Linked DNA regions of Gossypium hirsutum: region 2 is linked to region 1. Evidence: chromatin contacts called from public Hi-C data. All regions are on one chromosome and are shown on one strand. Each heading gives the region's core, a stretch centred on a gene start, on an enhancer-like site or on the middle of the called end of the contact. The rest is flanking DNA. Distances are from core to core; before and after follow the strand shown.

Region 1 (7,826 bases), core at 3,236-5,735:
TGGTGTGTAGCGAAGTTGGGTAGGATTTTCTCTGATACATTGAAATTGCATCGCCATTCATAAGCATGTGCATGCATAAATGTGAATTCTGAAATATTATATTGATGTGTTGATCTAAAGAACTGATACTCAGAATCGCTATATGAGTGTGATTATTTTGAAAATTTTTATTTTGTATGTTTCATCTACTGTTTGCATTGATTTTCTTGTGTATAGACTCACACTGAGCTTCTTAAGCTCACCCCATTTTTATTTCTATATTTACAGATAAACCAACAAGGTTAGGACATAGACTCGACATTCCGAGTGTCTTGGCTCGGATTAATATTTTTATTAAAAAATATTTAGATTTATTATTTGAAATTTTTGTTATTTAGAGATTGTATGGTTTATTTGAACTATGGCATGAGACTTAGGTTTTGGATTTATTTGGCATGCATGACATGTACGTTGATTTTAGGACTGCTGAAATATGGAACCTGATTTAATTTTGCATGAAATCTGATTTTCATTAAAACTATGTTAAATATCACTTTTATGCTACATGACTATGTAAATGAGGTTTGAAATATATATAAAACTGGAATTCAACTTATGCAAAACAATCATTAAAGTCAACCGATTTTTGAAAAGATACTGTACCTTTTGAAAATGCACTAAGTTTTTCTACTAAAATAAACAAATGATTTAAAAATATTATTTTATAAACTCTGATAGTTTTACTGGGCTATTTTGGTGCCAATGTAATCTTCTGAATTCAGTCTTAACGTCTAGATCAGGTTGGGGAGGTTACAATCATTGCCCTTAATATATATTATCAACCCTAAGCTTAATTATCAAGCCGAGGTTGAGCTCGAGTTCAAATTTGAGTGCAAAAATTTGTAAATGAGCTTAATTGAGCTCAAGCTCAAGCAGCTCGATTATATCTTGAGTCGAGCTTGAGCTCAAGCTTGACAATATTTAGGTTCAACTTGACTCAGTTACACCCCTAATTGTCATAGAAAAGCGCTTGTTGAATCCTAAAGGATACTTTGTAGGTTAATTATCCTTAGGGGCAATGTTATACATACCTCAATGCATTAGTACTCACATTATCATTAAAAACAATGTTATACATGAAATAGGTGAACTCATAATGACTTTGTTTTCTTAGTAGATTTGGTTTGGAAAGATTGAAGTGAAGAGAATATATCTAGAAGAGGGAAATAGAGATTTATGAGGTTTGTTGTCCGATAAAATATTTAACCTAACCTCGTTGCGTATGTGTGACAATATCAAAATCATTTAATATTAAAAAGAACACATATTTTAACTAACAATTGTTGGGTGTAATAGCAGGGCACACTGTATTTTCAAGAGAAGATGTAAGTTCGAACCATGAAGACGACATTATTGAAAAGGGCGACCATCAACCTCAACATAAACCATAAAAAAGAAAGAAAAAAGGTTTTAGGGGTGTTGTTTGTATAAAAGTCTAAGTTGGTGCCCCAAAAGAAGTATTTATAATACATCTCAAATTTGAAGCATTGAAAATATGATTTATTCAAAAAAGCCATTTAACCCTTACCGACATCCCACCTCATTAATTTTATTTAGTGCACATATTAAAATTTCTTTTGTAAATCGCCATTTATTTTTTTAATTCGATGGATTACTCTTTGGGGGTGAGAAAGACGAAAAGGATTGTGAAAATTGGTTGCCAGGAAAAGATGTATAATAAATTAAAAGACAAGAACTGAATTACACGATTTAAATTCGTCTAATAAAAGTTTTATCAACCACCCTTTTTTGCAATTAAAAAGAGATGCATGTTAGGCTAAGCTAGGCCTGATCCTTGGCTGCTGCTTCGTCTTCCTTTGTTCTCTTTGCTTCTTCATCAATGCTATTCTCTCCCATCCAAGATTCCACTTTTCCTTCCACTTCCTCTACCTGCATTTTTAAGTTTTAAGATTACACAGAAATATTAATGGTATAGATACGAAGCTATCGCATCATTCGTTTCAACATAATCAACACATTTAATAATTTGTGTTATATAGATTAATACCAAAAAATAAGATATGTGCAGTTTCCGCCATTTAGTAGATAAAGAACATGAAGGTCCACCTACATATTTGAAATTACAATAAATTTACTTCTTTTTTTCACTTTGATTTTATTTTTTATTTTTGGATTGTTTTGACTTTAAGCATTTAGATTTTAATAAATTTAATTTTGTGGGATGAAAAGTGATTCAAACATCCACGTATATATAAAATTTTAAAAAATACATAAAATTATTAAAATTTTCATAAAATTCATCTAACTTTTTAGAAAGTTACACATGAGTTACAACATCAACGTTGTTAAAATTTTAATAGTTTAGTCAATTTTTTCGTCTAAAAAATAAGTAATTTGATTAAATTTTGAAGGTAGAGAGTTAAAGTGGCCAAAAAAGAATATGATCAAAGTGACAAAATGGGCAACTAGGGGCTAAATTTTTCATTATGTTTATATTTTTTTTATTGAAGTACTTGGAGGTCCCTGTATTATAGAGATTGAATCAAATTAGTCCTTCTATTATTAAGTGGATCAATTTAGTCCCTATACTATCACAAAGAATCAAACAAGTCCAAATTGTAACAAAATTAACATTTACTGTATAAAAAATGTCTTGAATTTTTTTCTTCAATTGCAATTCAATCCCAAACAAAAGATTTAATTTATAGAACTATAAAAACTTTAAAATTACTAACTTTTTTAAACATTAAATATTAATTTTATTCCAATTTGACCTTATTTAGTTCTTTTTAATGGTATGAATTAAATTAATTCATTTAATAATAGAGAGACTAATTTGATTAGGTCTCTATAATTAAGAGATTTCTAGATACATTCACCTTTTTTTCCTTTGTTACTAGGGTTTTCCCTCAAGTCATTGAAACTAATAATATAATACTTTACCAATCCTTAAACTATCCATAAACCTCACAATCCTCGAGTTGAAAACTGAACTAAAATTCAATCGGTCTCCTATAAATATTATTTTTAACGGTAAACTACATAGATAGTCACCTAACTTTTAAAAATTTTCATTTTAGACATTCAAAAGAAAAAAAAATTCAAAATGGCGGGCACTCACATTACAAAATTTATTTATTTTGATCACTTTGGTTAAAATAGTAAATTCGCATTTCAACTAATTTTTTTTCCACCTTGGATATTAATATCCGTTTTATTATTTTGCATTCAAGTGATTTATTTTCATTTTAATCACTAAAAAAAAGACCCTAAACCCTAACATTTTGGGAACATCTTGAATGTTAAAGCTTCTTTTTATCTGTTGCAACAAATCAAGAAGGGAAAACAAATGGTAATTTTTACACCACATTTTCAAGATTGGTGAGCTTAGGATGAAAATCCCAACTAAATATCTGTGTTGAAGGCTTTAGGGGTATTTTACTAGTTTAAATTTGCAACAGAAGACTTTGGTTAAAAAAGGGGTATTTTAATGCAAAATAATCAATGCCATGTTTGCAATTTTAATAAAATAAACAAATTTCATAAGGTGAGTATCCATTTGGTAAATATTTTTTTTTAAGTGCCTAAAATAAAAGGTATCTCTAGTGATAATTTTTTTTTTCTTTTTGGATGTATTATCTAGAATTTATGCCAGTGATAAAATATTAAAAATGCTGAAAAGAAAAAGGGATTAGGTAAATAGCAATGAAAGCAAAATACCTTGTCAATGAGATCCCCAGCTAAGCGTGCACCGTCAGCTGTATTTTGAGCCATATCTTCAAGAAATTGAAGGGCATTTTTAAGTCTGCCTTCCGGCAGATGATTTCCGATATCATCCGCCACTTCCTCCACTTGTCCCGCCACTTTTTCCACAATATCCGTCACCTCTTCTGCTTTATCTATTATTGTTTCAACTTCGTCTGTACATATATACTACTTAACCTCAAAATATGTTGATGAGATATGGAAATGCAATTTGAATAACTTATGATCCATACCTTTCAGTTTTAACAATGGCCCCCATTTGCTCCTCCAAAAGGGTAGGATTATACTCATCACAAGTCCCACAACCCATAGTTTCCTGCTCAAAAACTCACTCTCAAATACATCATTTCTTTCCTTGTTTATTTGTAAAAAGAAAAGAAAAAAAAAAGGTAGATAAGACTAACCAGGAACCAGGTTGTTGACCCTGTCTGTATTTAGCAACCTAAGACCGATGCCCGGCGGTTGCAGATTGTGGTTCCGTAGAATCTGATGATTTTTGGCCTTGTGTATTGAATTTGATATCACCAAGAAATGGCTAAAACGTATAATGGGAGGCTGGAGTTTGCAGGAATATGGCATTTGAAGTTTGCATGGAAAGATGGATGCTGAAGTAGTCGCCATAAATGTCTGGGAATGAAATGAAGTAAAGGTATGTGAAAATGAGAAAAATTCAGAGAGGGTTTTGTTGAATAAATTATAGCGCGTAGGAATGGCAGCTAGAAACGATCCAAAGTATGTTTTAGGTGGGTTAGGAAGAAAGGTAAATATTATAAATTTGATTAAAGTCAATGAACCCTAGTCCTGGTTAAGGCCATATGTTGAATTTCCTTACAAGTTTCCTCCTAACTGCTATTTCTAGTTCGTTTGTTTGATTTTCTTCAAGGAATAACGTCTTTTAATTTATTGGAATTTGTCAAATATCATATCTAAATGCACTACAAGTTATCATCAACCTATCAACTTGTATTGTAGATCCGGTCGGGGATGAATTTTTTATTTTTCTTAAAAACAATATACACAAATAAAATTCAGATACGAGTGTAGAACTAAAATGGTTTTACAATTTTACATGATTTTTTATACAATCAATTTTTTTTAACATTTATTTATATATTTAATTTTTTTCACTTATAAGACACTCGTTGTATCTTCAATCCGCTTGTGAAAAACTCCCGAGATAATTATAAATTAGTCATTTCCCACCAAATTGACACCATTTTTATATTCTAAGCCCAACTAGTTTCAATAGATGGGTTTTCCGATTTAGGCCTACTTTAACAAAATTCTCGTATCAATTCAATCAATAATAAAAAAACCAAAAGAAGCTTCAACCAGTTTGATCCATGTTTTGGATTTTTTTTAAAATTAGGCCCAAATGTTGGACTTCCTTTCCATTTTAAAATTTGGCCCAACTGCTCAAACCCATTAAAGATTAAAATGGTTCAAACCCAATAAAGTTGTTTTTTATTTTGATTTTTTTTAAAAAAAATAATGTTTGTTGTTTGATGTAGTGTAAAGCATTCTTTTGTCCTCCTTTAGCTGATATTCTGATACATCTTGTAAATTATAATTGGATTTTTACTTTTTTCTTTTTGTTGATTTAGAGGAAAAATCTTACATAATTTTTAATTTACAAATACAAAAATGGAGTGTTTTTTTTAAACAAAATGGAGATATGTTAAAGTCAAGAATCTAATTGTTCAAACATAATTGAATTACATTAATTATGTTTTTTTAATTATCATTTGGATTTGAATTATATAAAAAGATTTATTTATTTATTATTTGGGTACTATTAAATAGCTTATTGAATTAAAAAATAATCATCTTATTAATTAGACCATCGAAGCATAATTATATATTTATATATATTAATTTTTTATGTATAAATTTATATTTTAAATATAAAACATTATTCCTTTATAATAAATTTACAAATTCTAAATTTATTAAAATAAAATTACCATTAAGATGAAATAACTTTTTTTTTGAAGACAATTTTAAAAATATGTCTTATTTGAAAAATTGAAGTTGATTGGCATAACATATATGGTTAACATTATTAATTTATTCAATTACTATTGCAATTAATATAATAAATTATCAATTAATTCAATACTATTAATAATCTAATACTATAAATTTATTCAATTAGCAATATACATTTTGTAAGGATTTTGATTATGTATAATTCCAAAAATTGGGTTGGAATGAATTAAGTTAGTGAAAAGAGTGGTCACCTCTTGATTTTGAATTAAGATTTTGGAAATTTTGTAAAGTAATTTAGTTTGGTTTAGTGGTTAAAAGCTCTGGATGTGTGTTTAAGGTTTTGTATTCAAATCCCTTTTTTGGAATTTTTATTGTTTTTGTCTTGACCTCTATTTCCAATCAACTAATGTCAAGAATGAGCCTGTTAGTTTGGTAGTAAGGTATTTATTAATTTGCCTATTTGTCTTGTGTTTGAATCTTTGTGAAAGTAATAAGGAAATATTTTACATTTTCTTTCTTTTTCTTGAAAATAACTTAATTTTATTTTTTTAAAGCTTTTAATTAAATTCTTGTTTTTCTCGCGTTTTTCTCTTCCTTCCCCACAAAACTGTTTCGGTTCTCTGCTTCTCTACGTTTTCTATCCTTTTTATTTCATTTTTTTGCTTTCTGGATTCAAATCTTGATGCGGGTGTGGCGAATTTGTTATTCGTTATCCTTATGGAACACTTTATTTCCGTTGGGTAAGGGTTTAATGTCTTCCATCGTTAGTTAATAACCTCTTTTGCTGTTGGATACCGAATTTGAGTCATAAGGGTTAAACTCTATTTTGGGTAATTGGTTTGATTGTTTGATGTGATTCTAAGAAAGGATCGGACAACAATTGACGCTTCTCTAGCCTCTTAAACATTAGTTTGCTAACGATTTTTGCTGTGTAAGTGTTTGTCATTTTGGAAGTCGGATATGAACGTTTGTGTTAGGAAAGTTGATTTGGTTTCTGTATAATCATTTAATTGCACGCGTTTATGTCATTTTTAGGCTCTGAAATCTTCAATGCTACTTCTACGTCGAAATTGTACCAGGTGTGTAACGAAAACCCGAGAAATCAATGAATGGTAGAAGCCAAAATTGGGGCTATGATAAAAGATGAAAAGGATGAACACAAAAGCGGATCGTAAAGTTTGTCAAAGTCGCGGATTTGACTTAGGGCTTTAGACATTCGGAAAGAAACTTGGATTTTGACACAACCTGAAACGAAATCGAATCCAAGTGAGATAAAACAATTAAAATAAATAACTAAAATAAAATAATAAATCAAAGATTAGAATAATAAGGAAACGAATAAAGAAAAATAAATAGAAAGATAGAATGTGGCATGTAGAAGTCCTAAGAAACCTTGGAAACACGAAGAATCCACAACCCCCTGCAAGTGACTCTAAATTCCCCTCCAAGATAGAAACCTTGGCAAGAAAAAGTTTGAAGATGATCCCCTCAATCTAAAAAGATTATTAAAACTCTTCTAAAAGAAATTCAAGAGAAATTCTTGAAAAGAAAAATATAGAGAGAATTTATTAACTCAAAAGAGAAATAGAATAATAATGAATTAACTCCATTGTGTACACAATGTATTGCCATACATGTGACTTCATGGCAATACTAATATGGTCCTTTGAGGTTTGAAAAATCGGTCCTGCGAAGCGTGGACTCCCCTTCTGTTTCTATTATTGTACTACAGCATGTCCTATATGCTTAACGTTCTGATTTTGAATATGCATGTCATGACACATTGTATGGGGTTCGGGATAATGTGAAAGAAGGAAGTTCTGTCAGTTTAATGATCTGCATTATCTAGTGGTTTATCCACAATTTTGTCTGGCAGCTTGTCTGCAATAATAGTGGCTTGACCACAAATATATGATCTGACAATTTTAATTGCAATTCTAGTGGCAATGTCCACAATTATCTGTTGGTGTGATTTGGTGGACGTGTTCTAGGGAACTCTATTTTGGTGTGTAACAGAGTTGGGTAGAAGTTTTTGAAAAATCTACATTATGGTTTTTTGAAAAATACCGCAT
Region 2 (7,826 bases), core at 3,140-5,639, 460 kb after region 1:
CTTCAATGAATTGAATTTAATGAATTTCACATCTATGCATGCATCGAATAGAATTATAAACTCCTTCAGTTCTATTCCTTATTCTTCTCTTCTTAGTCGTAAGATAGAAGAATTTAGTGTTCCTATCTCCCAATTTATTCCATTTAAGCGTTGATTTTTGGAGCAAGTGTAATTGTTCCTGTTGCTTAAGCAATTTAAGATTTGCTCTAATGTCTTTTCTTTCTTAAGAGATTAAGAGAGATCATATTAAACTTTTATTAGAGCATTTTCCAAATAAAGATTTCTCTTATGTAAATCGTCGAAGACATCTTAGTTCCATTTACGAAGAAAAGAGCCAGTATTTGTAATTCTACAGACCAAGCTATAAGAAGGGGAACCCTCAATTTGTGAAATCCATGTCTCTTGTATAATCTCTTAACACTGAAGGTGAAGAGTCCACATTACCTCAAAATGATAAGGTCTTCTTTGGAAAGGAAATCTTTTATTGGTAGACACAATCATTGGGCCATGATCCGAATGAGTGATCGGGAGATTAAGAACCGATAAATTCAAGAAATGGGAGAAGTAATTATCAGCAACAAAGGCCCAATCACGTCTTTCGCATACAGCCTCTTCCAGATTTCGATTGTTGGTATAAGTGTAGGAACCTTTTGCAAGAATTTTCGATAAATTACCAGAATTAAGACACTGAAAAAGGTCAAAAGCTCTTTTAAGATCATTTGAATGAAGGAAAATTTTCTCCTTGTACCAAATCACTTGGTTGAAGTCCCCTAGAACAATCCAATTGTCATTATCATTAATGTTATTAGAAAAATGAACAAGTTAATCCCAAACAAATTTCCTCTCATTGACTTTAAGGTGACCATAGATGCAGGTTAGCCATATCTTAAAGTTTTTATCCTCAATATAACAAAAAAGCATATTTTCATTCATTGAAATGACAGAACAATTAATGCTTTTACGCGAAAGGAAAAGGGTACCACCACTACATCCACTACAATCAGTACCCACAAGATGCTCAAAATTCCATCTTGACCTAAGTCTAAGATAGCAATTATGCTTAGCTTTGGTTTCTATAAGAAAGCAACAATCAACGTTGAATCTATCAATTAGCCGAGAGCAGCGGAACATTGTTAGGGGATTTCCCATTCCCCTAACATTCCAGCTAAGGACCTTCATAGCTACTTGGGAGGCTGATCAAGGACAACCTGCCTGAACCTTTCGGCAGAGGCAATAACAGCAGTATCATTTTCAACGGTTACATCAAATTAAAAAACAATTAGGACAAACAACATTGATAAAAATAGCAAAAGAAACAACAATAGAAACAACAGTTGTAAAAGCAGTAGAGACAACCATAGAAAATTTAGAAACAGAAGAGACATTTAAAGCAGCAGTAGTTGAATCATCTTGAACAGAAAGAGGAGGTTCATTCGAGTTTGCAGCTAGATCAATATTTGGGGAAAATGGGGGAGATAGCCTTCTTTGTGGCGATGGGGGGCTAGTTGCAGTGGAGCTTTCCCCTGCAAATATTTTTTTCTTTTTTTGATAAACATATAGACTGGAATCATTGATGGACATAGCATCAAATCTTGCTTCAGCGTCACAGAGAACAATAGTGGGAAATGAGTTGGGTTCCGGACCTTCAAGGTTGGAAGTGTGTCTTCGTTTAGTATCCTCATGACCATAAAAGGCATCAGAAGAGTGTTCCTATAGGGGAATCAAATCTAGGTACTAAAAAGGCAAAATTACCACAGTTTGATTGGGGAAGATTGTGATAAACCGCCACTCTAGGAACTTCCTAAATCTAAAGTGATAGTGATGCAATCAATACTAACACATGTGATTGTAGATTAAGAAATTGTTTAAGGATGTTTAAGGATGGGATTAGATGAGTTTAAATGTACAGTGCATTTATTTATACTAAGTTTATTTACACTAAGTGTATAAACAACGGTGAAGATAAAGATTAAATATTGTAACATATTGTAACAAGAAATAAAAATAAATTAAATATAGTGTATCACATTTCATCTTCACCATTTATCCAAACTCACCCTGTTGTTGAAGCCCACAAAAACAAATAAACAGAGGGGAATTGCTAATTCATGCATCCTACTTATTTAATGAATCCATAGAAAAAAGTCTCTTAAAAATCTTCTACCCAAATTAGGCTCTTTGTGTTGCAGACCATTAGACTTTCCAAGCCCAAAATATTTGTAGCTTCATCTTCTTCAATTTGGGCCAAAGTAGTTAACTACCCAATAGATGCTCCTGCATCAATTCCTCTTCCGAACTATTACTAGTGGGGAACCACTAGAAAAAACAATTTGGCATATAGTTTTCAGGTCTAAGAACGTCTTTTGACTCTAGCCCAACCACCTGCACAGAATTCAATCTATCAAACATAGTGATGTCGTCTTAGTAGCCATGGTATCAATATTAGTAATTTCAAAGTGAACATTAGTAGATTGATTATCAACATAGATAACAAAGTCAAAAGAATTTCTACTAGAATTATCTCCATTGTGAATGACTGTCAGTTGAAGCGTTTAACTGAGCATCAATAACTGGGGCATTTCTTTTTCTTTCTCGCCTAGATCCCTCAGACTGGACTCAGCGTGATTGCCCTCATTTTCAAGGAGAAAACGAGCATTCGTGAACGTAAATTCAGTGTTAGAGAGTCCAATAAATCTGGGAATATTTCTCCTCGAATGAATAGAGGCCCCAGCTAAGGCCGCGGTTTGAAGATACACTTCTCTAGGCATGTAGAACATTGACAATTCAGCAAGGATCCTTTCAATCTGAATAAATTGTCTATCTGCCCACCATTGTTGGTTCCTTTCTCTGTATCAGGCAGCGGTAGCAGGAAATTGTGTATGGATCCTTTCTTCTAAATCATCTTTAGAAGGGATGACTTCATAATAGGGTATAGGGTGACTGAAAGGATTTGGTTGTGGGGAAGAGACAAGAGGGGGGTTAAAATGAGGAACAAATGCAAGAGAAAGGGGGGCCTGCATCGCTATCTTGGTTTTGAGTTTGCTCAGAATCAGTTGGGGGCTTCTTCATTAACAAGAACACTGTTAGATGGCGTGCGCTCATCACTATCATCCTCTTCCTCAACATCTATCGAAGGGTCAGTATCCTCATCATTCTCTTTGGGTTCCACTTATTCCTCTTCAACATTGTTGTTCTCATTAGGACGGTTAAGAGCATCATTTCCAGCCAAATCATTATTATTTGCAACATCATTACCATCATCATGAATATTAATAACATTATTAACACCAAAATGGAAATATCCTCTGGCAAAAGGATATGAAGAACTAATGCGAACAGAGACAGAAGGAATTAGCTCCACATAAGTGGAACGCTTAATACCTCTTGATCCCGAGGCTCGAATGGTACCTCTAAAATGAATCTGATGAACATCAAACTCTCTTTCATAGCCCAGGCTGTCTAATTTCCTCCATTTGTTCATTAATCATATCCTCTACTTCCTGACTATCATGGGGGCAGCTATTTCTGGTCTGGCCTATATTGCCGCATCTGATGCAGACCTTGCATATTCTTTCATAGCAGAAGTCAACCCATTACCTGACTTTGTCATCCCTTTGAACGGTATAGCCTGCAATCAAAGGAAGCAAGGGGTTAATGTTAACACGTACTTTAAGAAATTGGATGTTTAGAGGATTTCTACCATCGTCATCGATATGGATTACTCGCCCTACTATTTTTCCCAAGCGAGTTGCAACTATACCTGTTTATGTCCGCCGAAAAGTGAAAGGATTTGATTAAAAATACAAGTCTGAAAATGAGCTTGGACAAAAAATTAAGACTCATTTAGAAAGTAGGTCGAGGCTCAGGTAAGACTTTTTTTGCCCGAGTCCGGCCCGGACCGAATGTTCAAAAAAAACTTTTTTTTTACTATTTTGTTGTTAGTTTCTTGTTATTTTTTCACTATTTTGCTACCATTTCACTATTTATGTTGTTACTATTTTGTTGTTATTATTTGGATATAGTATAATTCTTGTTTTATTATTAATTTTGTTACTATTTTAGAGGTATTTGCTTGTTAAGTTGCACTTATATTAGTGTTATTTAAGGATACATATTTTTTTAATTTATTTTCAATTTTTAATTTATTTTGATATTTTTAGTATTTTTAATGTATTATACGTTTTTTAAAATAATATAAAAAATTTAATACGGGCAGGCCTGGCCCAAATTTTAGCATTTTTATCCGGGTCGAGTTTGGGCAAAATTTTAAGCCCTTTTTTCAAGTCGGGCCTAATAAACAAGCCTAAAATTTTGGTTGGGCCCAGCCTAGCCCATGAGCACCTTTAGTTGCAACAAAGGAATTAAGATATTCAATAGCAAGACCTAATATTTAGATCCACACATTTAGTGAGCTAAAGAGGTCCAACCTTGGGAAATAATTAGGGGCCCATCTAACAGTCATCGACAAGGCTCTATCAACTGCCTAGAGACCTTTCCTTTGATTGAGTTGAGGGTTAGATATAAGGTCAAATCGAAAATTTTAAAAATACCATCTCTAGAAGAAACAGTAACACGACCCTAAAGATTCCAAATCTTAAGTATTTGTAAAAGGCAAAGAGAGAAATTTTTATAGTCATGGATGTGACCAATTAAATAGTGACTCCAATTGGCTACACTAAGTTCAAGCTCTTAGCGATCAAAGGGGGCAATAGGCCCTCTTCTTATAGCAACATTGTTATGGGGATGTAACTCAACTTAAAGGGTGTATTGCACAGAGTTGCTTTCATCGGCAAAAGACTCCAATTCTGAACTTTCAAACCAACTGCAATCTCTTAAAAAGTTGTTGCACATCTTTGATAGAAGGGTGAAAAGGAACAATTTTAGAGGAAATGAGAGTTCAAATTGATTAAAGGAGAAGGGGAGAGATCGATGATTAGTTGGAAGAAAGGATCGACTAGTGTCAAATGTTCCATACAGATAAAATTTCTGGCGTTTTAAGGGACTGAAAGCCATGATGGAGGGAGGAGGGAGATTAAAGGGTAACCAATCAGTAATGGAGAGTTATAGGAAAAGGGGAAATAATGATGAAGATGAAAAAGGAGATGAAAGGGGAGGGGAGAAATCGAAGAGTCATATAAGGAGGCATTTAAGCAGAGAGAAATAAATGCATATGATGTTTAGAAAATTGAGACACGTAAAAGACGAGAGGTGAAGGAGGCAGATCTTTGGTGGAGGGCTTAGGGAAAGAACCCTAAGAGCAGAGCTCTTTTGGAAGGAACTCGACAAAAAGTTAGTTTTTTTCCATCTAAAGCAACTAAGTATTATTATTTAAAGGCCCGCAACGTATTTGTTTCTTCATTTGGCTCACCTTCAAGCAACGTTTGCTTACAAATGCTAAAAGGGTAAAACGAGGAGTTGGGAAAAACAACGCAGTGGTTTTTATAGACAATAATCTGAGAAGGTGTTGCATGTTCTCAAATATTGCCCTGTAGCTAGGAGCATTTGGGACAAGCTCATTCTAGAAGGAATGCTCCCTATGTCACACCCCAAAATTAGGCCTATGAGTTTTGAGGGTAAAATGGGAATTTTAGCTCTTATGTGTTCAGAATTTTGTAGCGTGGTAAATCAGAAATATCTTCATCTATGACTTTTAGGAAATTAAATCAATTTTTCCAAATGAGTTTCAAAATACCTTTAATTTTGAATGAGGACTTTTTTGTAAAAGGGTTCAAAATAGGAGTAGTTATAAAGCAATTATACCAAAGTTTTTAAAATACCCTATTTTCCCCTTCCATCTATATTAAACTCACGATACTTTTTCTCCATATTTTTGTTATTGTCATCCTTTACTTTCCCAAACCTCAATCACTCAATTTTATTTTACAAACTTCATTCCTTTAATATCTATTATTACCCAATCAATAAACCTCCACAGAACTTCAAGAAAAACACACAAAAAAAATTATTGATTTTGTCATCTCTCAAGCTTGTGGGTTTTTCTTATTTTCAACCAAATGTCTTTTTTTCTCCCATCGAAGGTAACAAATTATTTTCCTATTAGTTTTTTATGTTATCTAGTCTTTTAAATAAAGTTTTTACCCATTAAATCGAATGTTTTGAATAAAAGTCAAATATTGGGAGGATTTTGAGAATTTGAATAAAAACAAGGTTTCAAATTCCATTAGTTTTGATGTGATTAGAAGGTTTCTAAACATTTTTTAAAGTTTTGTTAAAAATTGGAATCGATTATAGGCAAAGGGAATGAGTAAATATTAAAATATTTGAGTTTCAAGTTTGCTAGTCAAATTTCAGTTTCATGAAGAATATAACTTAGGCTTGCGTTTTTGGTAGGCATATGTGAGTCTTTGGCTGAATGTTGATTGTGTTTATTGTGTGATTTATTTTGGTGAAGATACGGAAGTGTTGCAGCCTTCAGCGAGCAAGGTGAAAGGTAAGGAAAAGCTAGTTTATGCTTTCGGCAATCAGGCAAAAGCGTGATCAGTGAGTGTTTGGAATCGTTGCTAGTAGACACAATTCATAGTGTTAATTAGGAGTTTTAGAATAGCCTAAACCCCTATCCTAAATTCCGAGTGTAAGCTTTCTATTTCCCTTATTTTATTTTGGCAATTTATGTGATTATGTGAATAATTGTGGATTGATTATTATGATGCGATAGTGTAATATGAGACATGTGTGATGACTATTGGAAATTGTGTTGTATTATGGGCATGATGTGCATGCCAAATGACAGTGATAATGATATGCTAATAATACAAATATGCAACGAAGGTGAGCGAAATTTCAGTAAGTACATAAGTGTTGAATTATGGAATGTGATATTATTGTGACAGATAATATGTGAGAATACTTGTTTGTGATATATGATGTATTGATTTTAATGCACACATATGTGGTTGGATATGTGATGGTTCAATGAGAATTATTGTGGCACTTAAAGTTCAGTTAAATGTGAATTCGATAAGCATGCATTGTGTACAAGTTTGTGATGTAAATTGATGAACATGAATAGATATTATGTGCATTAAATCATTAATTAAAATTGTGTAATTTTGGATATTTTGGTTTTTTGATCTCTTCAAACTATTGGATATAGTTGGCATGCCATAAGATTGTGAGTCTCACTCTTGTGTTTTGTGATTTAGGAATTGAGGCCCTGGGACAGTTTGGAGAGATAAGGGAATGTATGTTGGTGTGTTGAAGAGTGTTAGCTAAATGCTACACTTTTGAGATATTTTCAACTCTACAAGTCATTTGGTATGTTAGAGATCTATGTATCCGATGTGTGGTGGTACAGCCCACTTTTATGTTTCATAGCCTCAAGTGTCAAATTATCATAATGTGATTTATATATGGAAATGTTGTGTGTAAATGCATGTGAATATATAAGCTAGACTTGTGAGTTATTAAAGCATGAATATGTTGTTTTGTCTCGATGAATTATCATTAAATAAATTATATATATAAGAGTTGAGTGTAATTGCATGTGAGAGTATATGTTAGTTTTATGATTTAATGAAGCGTGAATATATTATTGTGACTTGGTTAGAATATGATTGTGAATGTGTTATAGCATGCTCTTGTTTAACCTTTGGTATTGTGTATGCTTTGTGGTTACTTCGACATTCACTGAGCTTGTTTAAGCTCACCCACTCTCTCTAACCATTGCAGATATTTAGCGTTTACGGTATGAGTAATGCGGGGATACCAAAGAAGTGATCCAAGTTAGGCTTTAGTTTTTGTGTAGGTGATATTATTATTCTTTGAACTGTGGGAATAAGGCAATGTGGTAGACTTTTAGCTAACTA

The links. Hi-C and Micro-C count contacts between places; a contact is called where the count stands out from the background.
Region 2: a contact with region 1 is called in a Hi-C map of leaf, with 2.1 times the contacts expected there. The contact joins the enhancer-like site here to the promoter of LOC107908329 in region 1. A contact is called at or near these places in 5 of 34 Hi-C or Micro-C datasets (anther, hypocotyl and leaf).

Annotation. Positions count from the first base shown.
Region 1 is chrD02:14,707,545-14,715,370 of Gossypium_hirsutum_v2.1, forward strand. LOC107908329 reads right to left here and starts at 4,486. Exons shown (of 4, transcript XM_016835525.2): 1 at 4,170-4,486; 2 at 3,999-4,081; 3 at 3,721-3,920; 4 at 1,697-1,929. The coding sequence starts at 4,056. The coding sequence ends at 1,822.
Region 2 is chrD02:15,164,217-15,172,042 of Gossypium_hirsutum_v2.1, forward strand. No RefSeq gene overlaps it. Among protein-coding and RNA genes, the nearest start is that of LOC121214639, 5.7 kb to the right of the region's middle. Within about 2 kb of position 4,390, at least 8 of the 9 cell types and tissues checked have an H3K27ac peak or open chromatin away from gene starts, as enhancers often do. A contact at or near this core is called in hypocotyl and leaf, where this site is marked.